Regions from separate parts of the Gossypium hirsutum genome. Here region 1 is linked to region 2. Evidence: chromatin contacts called from public Hi-C data. All regions are on one chromosome and are shown on one strand. The core of a region is the stretch at or near the end of the contact, and the rest is flanking DNA. Distances in the headings are between cores, read along the strand shown. Region 1 holds the start of LOC107924501 (transcription repressor OFP6). Region 2 holds the start of LOC107948421 (probable small nuclear ribonucleoprotein G).

Region 1 (5,991 bases), core at 1,484-3,983, 440 kb before region 2:
CTAAGGTTCTTTCGGGTATCTCTTTTTCTGCTTTATACAACTTTGTTCTCCCTCTCTTTTCCTTTCAACACTTTCGGGTTTGGAAAGTTCTTCTCGATTTTTTGGTTCTTTTTGTGGTCTTTCTTTGGAAGATTATTTTAGCTTCTCCCTACCCTCAATCTATTCTTGGCTGACCGATTCTCTTCTTCTTTTTCCCTCTCTCTCAATCGGTTTCTTCTTGACTGATTGCTTCTCCTTCTCTGGCTCTCTCAAACGGCTGTACTTGGACGAATACTATTGCTTCTCTTACCCTCACTGTGCCGACTTTCCCTTCATTGCTATCTGTCGTTTCTGTAGTCATTCCTTTTCATTGGTTTTGCATTTTGGTAAGTCTAACTTTCAGTATGGGTGTGATTCTTTTTCTTTCATTGGTTTTGCATTTTGGTAAGTCTGACTTTCAGTATGGGTGTGATTCTTTTTCTTTCTCCCTCTTTGCCATATTAGTATTGCACCTAACATCTTCCTGTGCTGTTGTTTTCTGATAGGGGTGCAATTGTTCCATTTTGCCTCTATCATATTGTGTACTTTCAGCTCTTGTGTCGGTGTAGGCCGATTGTTTCTTTCTTCTAATATGGACTCTGTGTTTTTGGTAAGTAATGATTCATCTATTTCAAGCTGTTCATTTGATTAATGGTTGATAAGGTTTGGTTGGAATGTAGGTAACCCCTAAGGCCTAGTGATTAGTCTCTTACAATGGATTAAGTGTGCAAGCCTTAATCGATCGATCTAAACAAGTGATAGATAATTTTTTGGATAAGTTTTTTGGCTGGGGTTTTTGTTAATTCGATTAGTAAGCGATTAACCGAAGCTTGTGATTGAATATAGGTTGGAATGCTCGTGGACTATTTGCACACTTTCGCAAACAAGGTGTGTAAACACTATCTAATCTATAGAAATCGGCAAAAGCAGGAATGAGCAAACGATGACGCTACACGGGCGTGCGCTCGCTTGTGTAGTGGCCCGTGTGACTAAACATGGGTATTTGATCGATGAGGCCTGCCATGGTCGATTTCATGGGCTGAGGTCGTCTTGGGCCATTTCGTGCTGAACTGAGCCGTGTGGGCCACACTGGCACGTAGGCCCCACCCAGGTAAACCACACGAACATGTGGAGAATATTAAGCTAGGCTGTGTAATCCACATGGCCAAGGCCATTTCTAGGCTATGTGGGCCACACGGGCATGTGGGCCCACATGGGCCGTAATATGAGCCGTGGGCCCGTTTTCACTATTTGACTGTTAAGGTTGCACGGATCGCCCGAGACGAATGTGGACCTATTGTTGGGTTGGTAAGTGTACCTAGACTCTCTAATTGATAAAATAACTGAAATACCCCTACATGGTAAAATGACTGATATGCCCCTATGAGATGTATGATTATGTTTGAGCATGTCATTTTATATATACTGATCACATGTATGATATTATGACATGATGCATGATATGTTGCATAGGGATGGGATTTATTGTGATTGGAGGAAGTGTACTGTACTGGCAGCTCTGCTGCAAATACTGATTAGTGTCGTAACCGGTACTACTTGGAGTGTAGGGATGGGTGGGTTGATTTTATCCACACGTGGAGTGTAGGGTTGGACGGAGATGGAGTGTAGAGGCTGATTGGCAAGGATTTATTGATTGCATATCTGTACTGTACCGTTACTGAGATGGGCTCAAGCTCACACTGATATTGATACTATAATGGGCTAAGGCCCTGACTGAAATTGAACCATGACTGAAGTGGGCTTAGGCCCAGACTGTATATACTCTCTGATTAATTATCTGATATGGGATTACACATTGAGTTTTCATAACTCACCCATCTGTTTATTTGTACTGGTAATCCCCAGGCGGGTCGATACTGCGAGGGAGTCGAAGGTGGCCACACAACTGTGCGGACTTTCTTATTGGGTTTTAAATTACAAATGGTTTTATTTTGGGTGTTTTTAATGTAATAAGGCCTCTATAATTTTTAATCTTTAAGTTTGGGGTTTTATTTATTTTGATTTATATCTGCTAGTAGTAGGATGCGAGTTTTGAAAAAGATAAATATTTTCCAAATTATCACGTTTACGCAACATGTTTTTTTAAGCTTTCACAAGAAATAATATTTTAAAATTAATAATAAATTTAATATGGATAACTTTTTGTCAAACGACTTAAGTTTTGAAAATAAACGAGATATCCTTAAATTTTTGCTAAGATCACAAAGAGGTTAAATATAGAACGAGTTTTTCAATGATATTATACTTTAGAAAAACACTTCAACGTGATATCGCTAGATTCAACGATAATATTTAAGCTAAGTTTAGGGTGTTATATCACCTACGTAAAATAGAAAAAAATAAGGCTGAAAAAATACTTAACATAAATGGTGTTCAATATGAGGTTTATACAATCATTGGTGAAGCACAATCAGGGAGCACCGAGGCAGAAGAATTTTGTCCCATTTTAAAATACATGGAACCAGATTAAAATTTGGGATAAAGTTGAAGAATTATTCATGACAGTATATTAAAAAAAGAAACCACCTTTTAAGGTACCATCAGCTTAAAAAATCTAATTAAAGAAATAATATGAAATAGTTATATACAGAAAAGTCTGATCCCTATAGATCATTCTTGCTGTCATGTCAGTTTGTGTAATTAAAAATGCAACAAAATCGAAGGCATTGAAAAGACATAGTAAAATTGGACGGCAGTGATTAAATTGTCGGAGAAGTGAAAGTCACAGAGCAGTGAGGGTATCAGCTATGGACCCTCCTTGCTCACATGCAGGATTATAGGCAAAAATCTCCGTAGTTGTAGAGTCCAATGCTTCAGTGTGAGTCAGGCCGACGCCTCATCCCAACTCCAAAACCACCCTTTTTAGACTAATCTCTTCTGCCCTTCCGTCTCTCTTTCTATTTTATCTCATCAACCTTAAACCTCAACTCTAAACAGTAAAAAAGCTTCTCATTTTTCCTTCATCTCTGCTGCAATGTTAAGCGACAAAAAAAAGCTGATCCTTAACACCGTTTCAGTCAGCATAGGCTGCAGCAGCTGCAAGAGATCCAAGCTCGCTAGTTTTTTCAGCCCCAAACCCAAATCCAAATCCAAACCCAAATCCAAACCCAAATCTAATTCCCAATCTCTTTACAACTCTTCTTCTTCGAGCTCTTCCAAGAAAGCAGCCACCCATTACTATTTCTCGGAAACCGCCACCTCTTTTTCTCCCAGCACTGACACTCCTCGTTGCTGGGACATGGACACCGATGACACAGACCACGACAGTAAGGGTTCAATGTCAACTGTACGAGGTTTTGGTCGTGTCGGAGGGGAGAGTCTAGCAGTGGAGAAGGACTCCGACGACCCTTATTTGGACTTCAGGCACTCCATGTTGCAAATGATACTGGAGAAAGAGATATATTCGAAAGATGATTTGAGAGAGCTTCTCAACTGTTTCTTGGAGCTGAATTCGCCTTATTACCATGGGATTATTATTAGAGCTTTCACGGAGATCTGGAACGGGGTTTTCAACGTCAAGCCTGGTGGTGGCGGCGCCGTTGCTTCCCCAGAGCTGCATTTTGGGTTCAGGCCATGTGACTTCTAGGTGTCGCTGTTGCTACGTTATCTATGGTCTCTTTCTCCTTTTTTTTTTCCTTGGCTTCAAGTACAGTGCAATAGGTTAATAATAAATTAGTTAAATGTCTGACTATTGCTTATAAACGCTTGTTAAGGTAGTATTTAAAGAAATATTTTCGAGTTTAATGCAATAGTAAGTTGTGAATGTGAAGGCTTGGAAATATTTCTTTAAATAAAATCATTTTAACAAGTGTGTTTATGGCACTTTTTAACTTACTTCATTAATATCTCGTCTCCCAACATTAAAGGTAGAGAAGTAGAATGCGTAAAAGACCCACTAAAATATAGTATTGTGGGTCATATACATTTAGAAGTTAATATTTGAGCTTTGGAAATGGAAGACTGTTCTATTATTTACTTCTGACAAGTTGAAAAATATGTAAATGATGGTGAAGTAATCTTGATGGTACATGAAGAGTGAGCTTAGATACCATTTTAGCATCAATTATGAAACTTATTAGGCCCAAAAGTAGAAGAGATTTTGGGGGCATTTATCCTCTTTTGGAAAAAGATACATGGCATGTTTTTATTGGTAGTAAACTATATTTGAGAAAGGGCAGGTTAATGGATAATAAGCAAGTCAAGCTACAAGGATTCGGTGGTGACCTGATGGTATATGGATTGCATGAGAGTAGCATTCATGTATTATGGTATATTTAATTAATATAATTTGTATGCTGGCATTGGGATTTGAAGAGCAGTAATAATAAGAGAAGAGTGTCGTTTTTGCAAATGCTGAAACACAGCTGCTTCAATTCAATGCGGCTTTTAATCGGAGTAATTTTCATGGCAGGCTTTTTACATTTTCCAACACAGTAATCCCTGTTGTTATTGAATTTAACGCTCCACTTTTATTTGTTTATTACCAAATAAAATAATAATAAAAAGCAGCATTTCATAACTTAACCAAGAGTCCAAAACCCTTCTCATACAATTCCCACAATCATGATCATCCGTCATGTTTGAACTTTTTTTTCTTTTGTTTAAATTTCATGTAATTTTATAGAATTATCAAAATACATTAAAATTAATTTTTATATATATATATAAAAAAAAGAGTTTTTGATAATTTACAATTGAGATGAAACCTTGTTATTGGATGGTACTAACTTAGTCAAATATTTTATAATAATATAAATATATTTTTTAAAATTTATCTAAATATAAAAAAGACATAAATACATTCAAAATAATTTATTACTTAATATATAAAACTTTTTTTTATAAAATTTACAACTAAATCGAAATCTCTTATTGAGTGAAATCATCTCAGTCTAACATATTTAGTAGTTTTAATAAAATGTAGATTAAAAATAGGTAAGTAATTTTATTAAGGGTTCAAAAAAAAATTAAATTTAAGGGTAAACTACATTTAAGGTCATTGAACTATTAGTAAGTTTACATTTTGATTACTCAACTTTAAAATGTTACAAAATGATCACTAAACTATTTAAAGTTTTCATTTAAGTTATTTGATAGTTAAAATCTTCATGGTATGACTTTTTCCTCTCTCACCTCCGACATCAATTGAAGTTATTTGATAGTTAAAATCTTCGTGGTATGACCTTTTCCTCTCTCACCTCCGACATCAATTGAAAGGGTAAACTTCCTTTACTCTTTTATAGTGTAGTTTTTCTTTTTATGAAATAATTTTAAACGCTATAAATCTATGAACTAAAATTCAAATAGCTTTTTTTTCTGATCTTTGGTACTGACCATTAGATCAATTTGGATTTGAAATATGTGCTACTCTTTAATAGATATTGTTCTAACATATCAATCATCGAATCATTATTCGAAACTCATAGGTTAAACTCTAAATGAAAAAAAACTTAACCACCTATTGATTTAAATAAAAATATTCAAATAATTTAATATTTTATAATTTTTTATTAAATGAAAGTTAAATCTCAAGATAGTTGTGGGGAACAGCAGTGTGCAATGGCAATTGACAAAGATGGTTGCTTCTTTCTTCTCAGTATCTCATAATTATATCATAAACAACTGATGTTGTCTCTTCTGAGCTGATCAATATGGTCTGCATTTCAAGTGATGGTGAAAATGCAAATACGATCAAAATTGACCTCAGAATCATTTTTGGTTTAGGGCCACTGAGTGAGTTTCATCAGCCTCTTTCACTCTTTTCTGTTTCGCTGATTGCAAGCTACCCAATACCATCCCTCTATTCTTATTTTATTTGCTATCTCAAACACTACGTTCTACATTCTATTACATTTAAAGGGAAAGATATGTACCATATTTTCCCAAAATAATTATTAAACTATACATCCATAATAATTTTATCCTAGTGAAAGGAGTAAGCTATTATTTTCC
Region 2 (6,439 bases), core at 1,890-4,389:
ATCTACTTCATTTATACTTTTTATGCCTATAAATAGAGATTTTGGAGAAGCTTTGTAAATTTTCTGATTAATCAATAAAATATGCTCTCTCTTTTTTTCTCTCATTTTCTTTGTTCTTTACCCTCTGTTTATTTATTTTATAACAATATTAATAATTTTTTTATTTTTAAAAAGATTTGAAATTATTAAAATATTAATATAACATATTATAGTTTTCAATATCATTAAACATACATGTTTAATTATTTATATTTAATCATATAATAAATTATTGATATAATTAATATAATTTTTTTTTATTTTAATAAATTATTTAATATTTTAATTTTATTTTAATAATAAACTTTAAAAATAATAATTTTAAGTAATATTCTTAACATATTATTGAAAATATTTAATATTAATATTTTAATAATAAATATTTATTACAATTATAAATATATTAGGAAAAAATATTTTGTAGTATAAAGGTTAAAATATGTCAGAAGTGCTGGATATGGTATCTTAAGTGTAGTATTTTTATCTAAGTAGACTTGTAATTTTTCAAGTAGATAAGTTAATAAAATTATTCATGAATCACATTAATACTTTGTATAATTGTCCTCATATGATTTTTGCACGCAAAGCAAAATTTAGCTAAAAGTATGAAGCATAGAAAAATTTAGCTTCAAAACTTTTCCCAAGGTTAAGATATCAATGTTTTGATGTGGTGTAGTACTAGTAATGCACTTGGTTAATATTATTATGTGGTGAACAATTAATTTATTATTCAATCACTTTTTTTTATAATACAATTAGGAATCATCTATTCGCTTTAGTTATTTTCAATTTATGACTGTTAATATTCTAACTTAAAATTGACTAATATTATATATTTAATTTTATTTATTTATTTATAAATAAATCATGCAAAAGCAATGTAAAAGATAAATTTATAGATATAAAATGAACTCAATTATAAATGAAAAGATAAGAAAATCTCAAATATATATTTGTTTCATTGAAAATGGCTTTTATGAAATATTTTCAAGAAATCTGTCAAATAACAGAAATTATTTTACACAGATTCATCCAAACACCAAAAAATATTAACTTTTCCAAAAAAGTAAGTTATTTTCCAGAAATTATTTTCCAGAAATCATTTTCTGAAAACCATTTTCAATTAAACAAATGGAGCCAAAAAATTTAACAATTTCCTTTCAATAATTTGGGCCTCTTTAACCAAAAGATTCATGGATCAAATTTGATGATGAGCCTATACTTTTCATTCTACCATCAGTCACGAGGGAATTTGCTTAACCATGCCTAAACTATCTAATCATAAGTCAGAACAAGGATCTTAGCCATTACCGATAGCTAAATTGGCCCAGCTATCGTCCACTCAACAATTTCTTTGTTGTGATGGGTTTTTTTAATCAGTAACTCATCAATTGTTTTCATTTGTTTCACTGTTTGCTGAAAGTTATGTATGTTATCGTTATCACTGTCCTATTAACTTAGAAGAGATTTTTTTTTTCTTTCCATCCATGATAATTTTCTCAAAGAAATGAATTGTTCAACATATCCTTGTTAAGAAAGCAATTTAGAGGTAGAAATTAAATATATGGGCTGGAAAAGGGGGGGGGAAGGAAACATTAATTCAACCGTGGTTTTGTGGGTTTAACCCAACACCACAAGCATGTGAACAATGGTATAAATAACCAACTAAAGTTCACGAATAGTCAGAGGGCCCATAGAGAAAGTTGCATTGACCTCACCTTACTGGCTGATAAAGTTTCCACCGCCCCAACAACAACACAAGTCCCAACCAATTCGATTTCAGTTTTGTCCTCACTAAAGAAATGGCCGCCTAACGAGATTGGCAATTTGGCATTGCTCTATATGAAATACAATTTGATGAATTAGTTCTTTCAAGTATGAAAGTGAAAGGGTTTGCTAAAAGACAAAAGAAAGTGAAAGGCGAAATAAGCAATATGCCAATATCCCATTCATACCAATTTCATACCTATTAATGAAAATTGAAATACATGGAACATGTGAGGAAATGGGTTTTGTAGTTGCCTTTCAAGCAGTTTCCTATAAAGTATTAATGGAGTTGACTGCCATTTCTTAATTCCATTAAATGCAATTCGAGTGAATTAATAATTTTTAGCTTGTACCAATGTGTCATAATTCCCAAGAAATTATAAAAGATGTCTAATTTTAACAATTTTACTTTCAATAATTTGGGCCTGTTTAACCAAAAGATTTCTGGGTCAAATTTGATTATGGGCCTATGCTTCTCACTCTATCACTACTCACGAGGGAATTTGCTTAACCATGCTTAGGCTTAACATCTAATCATAAGTCAGAACAACGATCTTAGCCATTAGCCAATAGCTAAATTGGCCCAACTATCATCCACTCAATAATTTCTTTGTTGTGATGGTTTTTTAAGCTGGTAATTGATCAATTGTTTCCATTTGTTTTACTGTTTGCTAAAAGTTTTGCATGTCATCGTTATCATTGTCCTATTAACTTAAAAGAGCATCTTTTTTTTCTTTCCATTCATGATAATTTACCCAAAGAAATGAATTGTTCAACATATCGTTGTTGAGAAAGCAATTTAGAAGTAGACATTAAAGATATGGGCTGAAAAAGGGGGGAAGGAAATGTTAACTCAAATGTGATTTTGTGGGGTTAACCCAACACCACAAGCTCGTGAACAAATGTATAAAGAATCAGCTAAAGTCCACAAATGAGCAGAGGAGCCATAGAGAAAGTTACCTTGACCTCACCTTACTTGTTGACAAAGCTTCCACCGCCCCCAACAACAACACAAATCCCAACCAATTTGGTATTGCTCTATATGAAATACAATTTGAGGAATTAGTTCTTCTAATTATGAAAGTGAAAAGGTTTGCTAAAAGAGAAAAAAAAGTGAAAAGGCCAAATATGTAATATGCTAATATCTCATTCTTACCAATTTTACTATCTACTAATGAAAATTGAAATACATGAAACTTGTGAGAGAGAGATTTTACAATTGTATCTTGCAATTTCCTATAAAGTATTAATGAAGTTAACTGCCATTTCTTTATTCTATTGATTGCACTTATAGTGAATTTAATATTTTTTTAACTTGTTCCAATGTGTTGTATTTTCCATTAAATGCAAGGGTGCTTGGTTTAGTGGTACGATTCTCGCGGTACCCCCTTTCCATTTCTTTTTATTTTCTTAACATTTCTTTTAGTCATATATTTTTCGAACCTAAAAATCCAATTTCATTTTCCTCCTCCCATAACCCTACTCTCCTCTCTTCCAAACCAAATTTCTGACGCAATGAGCAGATCCGGCCAACCTCCAGATCTCAAAAAGTATGTTTTTCTTCACGCTAATTTCAACACTTCTCTTTTCTTCATCCGCAGTATTTCGATTTCTAATTATACTATTGGTGTTATTTGTACGCAACAGGTACATGGACAAACAACTCCAGAGTAAGTTCTATCCTGTTTCCTTCTTTGCGATTACCTATTTCAGTTTTATGCTACTTAGTTTTACATTCATTTGATGATGCTTGCCTTTTGTGGTCGCTAAATTATACCCGAATTTGGTTAACTAGGTTTCTCGTACATGTTGATAGATGCCTCTTTAAGCTGAGTCCGGTCGAATCCAGTGTTTTGGCATATAAAGCTGAAAGGGTTCTAATTGTAGGTGTAATAGTTCAATTGTAATAGTAAGCCGGTGTCCTCTGTCCATTTTCTGTCACTTAATTGTGATTTAAATCTGGGTGTTTTTTGTTGGGTGCTGTCTTTGCATTTTTCCCCCTCACTGGTTGGCTTATATGTAAGGCTTGAGTCGGAAGTGACCGGCCCCATGGAATTTTATTTTTTCTTGTTTATTAGTGTTTGCATGTCCAAGAATCTATCATGTTGGTCATAATTGAAGTTTGAAAAATTCATGTTTCAACAGTAGGTTGAAGAATCCATGTCTTTGTTTGTTAGGAATTTACTGCTGATTCTTGTGTTGATCTCGTAAGTTGCCCACTAGGCGGACGTATGTAAGATAAGAAGTATAAAAGGGGAAAGCCTTGTAATACTACATATGCAGAACATAAAAAAAAATTACTTTTTGTTGCCTATGAGCTTGCAGATTGTTGATTTACCTACGTTGTAGGTTTGTAACATGCATGAGAAGGAATTGATTTAATTGTGTGAATTATACTGTTATTTGATGCTGCAGTCAAGCTGAATGCTAATCGGATGGTTGTTGGTACACTTCGTGGGTTTGATCAGTTTATGAATCTAGTGGTTGACAACACCGTGGAGGTGAATGGCAATGAGTCTTTTCCCCGCCTTAAATACCTTGCTTAATGCTTAAATTGCCATTCAGGGGATATGCTTTCATATTTAGCCTTGTTTTAATTGATATCAATGAATCGCAGGTTATCAGAGGAAATAGCGTTGTTACTGTTGAAGCACTTGAACCTGTAGGCAGAATGCAGTGATTCGGTTTTTTCTACTGGAAATTCCGGAATCACTTGATGGTATCTCTTCCATTCTCTGGTGGTTGGATAACATAGATGCTGGCCTCCTAGTTTGTGATGGACTATTAAATTTAGTTAAGAACTCATAGGAACTTTAGACTGTTTTTGGTGGATTCTGCTCCTTTTCCTTATCTGTACCGGATTGATTGCCCTTGAGCATTCCGAATAGGTTTAATTGAATGTAGAGAAGGGTAGTAACAGTGATACTTACCATCTTAAATGCTCAGGTCTAGAGTGAAACTTATGGTGCATATGTTAAAGCTTGTTTCTATTCCTTGATGTGTTTCAATGCATCCATTGCCGTAGTTTGATAGCTCCGTCCTATCTTTGAGCAATCGAACCATGATTCTGAGCCTCAACTACCCCAGCTCTTAAAAGAACTAAATCAGCCTTTTACTATGGATCCTTACCCTAGATGGAACTGGTTTGGAGATATCAAAAGTGAGTGGAGGATCATAGTACTGAATGACAAATGAGTATTCATCATCACTGTATGATTTCTCAACGAAAAGGATATTTCTTTGATGCCCAATCATTGCTTGTATTTCAAGTCTCAATTCCAAAAATTCTAAGCTACCGATACCAAACCCCAAAAGCATAACAACCGACGAAGCAAACCGAAAACCTGATTGTCCACATCAAGCAAGCCAAAACGCCCAACACCAAATACCAGTGAAGTGGTTTTTCTTCTACTACATCCCTAATTTTTTTCCTCTTTTTAAAAAATTCCAAAAAAAAATAATTTGCCCGTTTATTCAAAATTCAGTTTATTTCAATTAATGAAAGAGAATATGTACTTTGTCCCTTAAACTTGTTCAATCTAAATTTTCTTTTGTCTTAGTTGCTAATTGAATTTGAATTCTATCACTAAGTTAAGTACTTTTGCACTATCATTGTTAGTTTGTATTGATGTGGTTTTGATAGCCAATTTGGGTGTGGCATGTGGTAACCTCTCAATATGTCACATGCTAAGCATAAATTTAAACATTAAAAATATTTAAAATTATATAAATTCATAAAAAAAAGTAACTCTTTTTACATCAAGAATGAACTTAGGACAAATGATTGTTCAAATTCATTCTAGATGTATATTTTAGTAAGTTTATATTTTTTTTCTTTTTATTATAAAATATAAGTTTTTAGGTAATTATTATTTTAAATATATATAAACTATAAATTTAGACAAATATAAAAATATATAAAAAGCCTATAATATTTTTAAATATATATAATATATAATAGAAATTAATAGAAATTTATAAATTTTAAAAAATAAAAATATAAAAAAATAATTAATTTATAAATTTATAAAATATATATATAAAAGAACTAAAAGTCATATTTACATTGAATTTGAATAAATTGTTGTTTAGATGTATTTGAATCTAGATAATCATCTATCTAGGATCATTCTTGATATAAAATTATTTTACATTTTTTTATTATTTATATATATTTTAAATTTTATATATTTTAAAATTTTTAAAATAATAATATAAATAAATTGGCATTTTATAAAAAAATCATATAAATGAATAAAAATGTAATGACCCAATTTCCAATGGTGTCAGAAATTGCAGTTTCGAGATCTCTTTTCTGTAAACGAAGTCTGTAAATATTTAATAGAGATATTTACGGAGTTATTATATCAATGAATTGAAATTTAGTTAAGTGATTTAACCAAAGTTGTAAGTAATTATGACTTAACGACTCAATTGTAAAAGTTTAATCACAATAGATTTTTAATTAGATTAAGACTTGGGGACTTAAATACCAATTAACCAAAGGACAAAAAGGCAAAAACACCTCTTTTATATATTTTTTAGTAGACGGCCTGATGTATGTAATTAGTTTATGTAATTAAAGTTTAAATTAACTAAAACTTAATTAATTAAACTAATTAACTATTAATCA

Evidence for each region. Hi-C and Micro-C count contacts between places; a contact is called where the count stands out from the background.
Region 1: a Hi-C map of leaf shows a contact between it and region 2, with 2.8 times the contacts expected there. The contact joins the promoter of LOC107924501 here to the promoter of LOC107948421 in region 2. A contact is called at or near these places in 5 of 34 Hi-C or Micro-C datasets (callus, hypocotyl and leaf).

Annotation. Positions count from the first base shown.
Region 1 is chrA04:52,258,642-52,264,632 of Gossypium_hirsutum_v2.1, reverse strand. It overlaps LOC107924501 (transcription repressor OFP6), which reads left to right and starts at 2,733. Exons shown (of 1, transcript XM_016854987.2): 1 at 2,733-4,018. The coding sequence starts at 3,014. The coding sequence ends at 3,625.
Region 2 is chrA04:51,815,438-51,821,876 of Gossypium_hirsutum_v2.1, reverse strand. LOC107948421 (probable small nuclear ribonucleoprotein G) reads left to right here and starts at 3,139. Exons shown (of 4, transcript XM_016882960.2): 1 at 3,139-3,356; 2 at 3,454-3,476; 3 at 4,222-4,307; 4 at 4,424-4,776. The coding sequence starts at 3,322. The coding sequence ends at 4,486.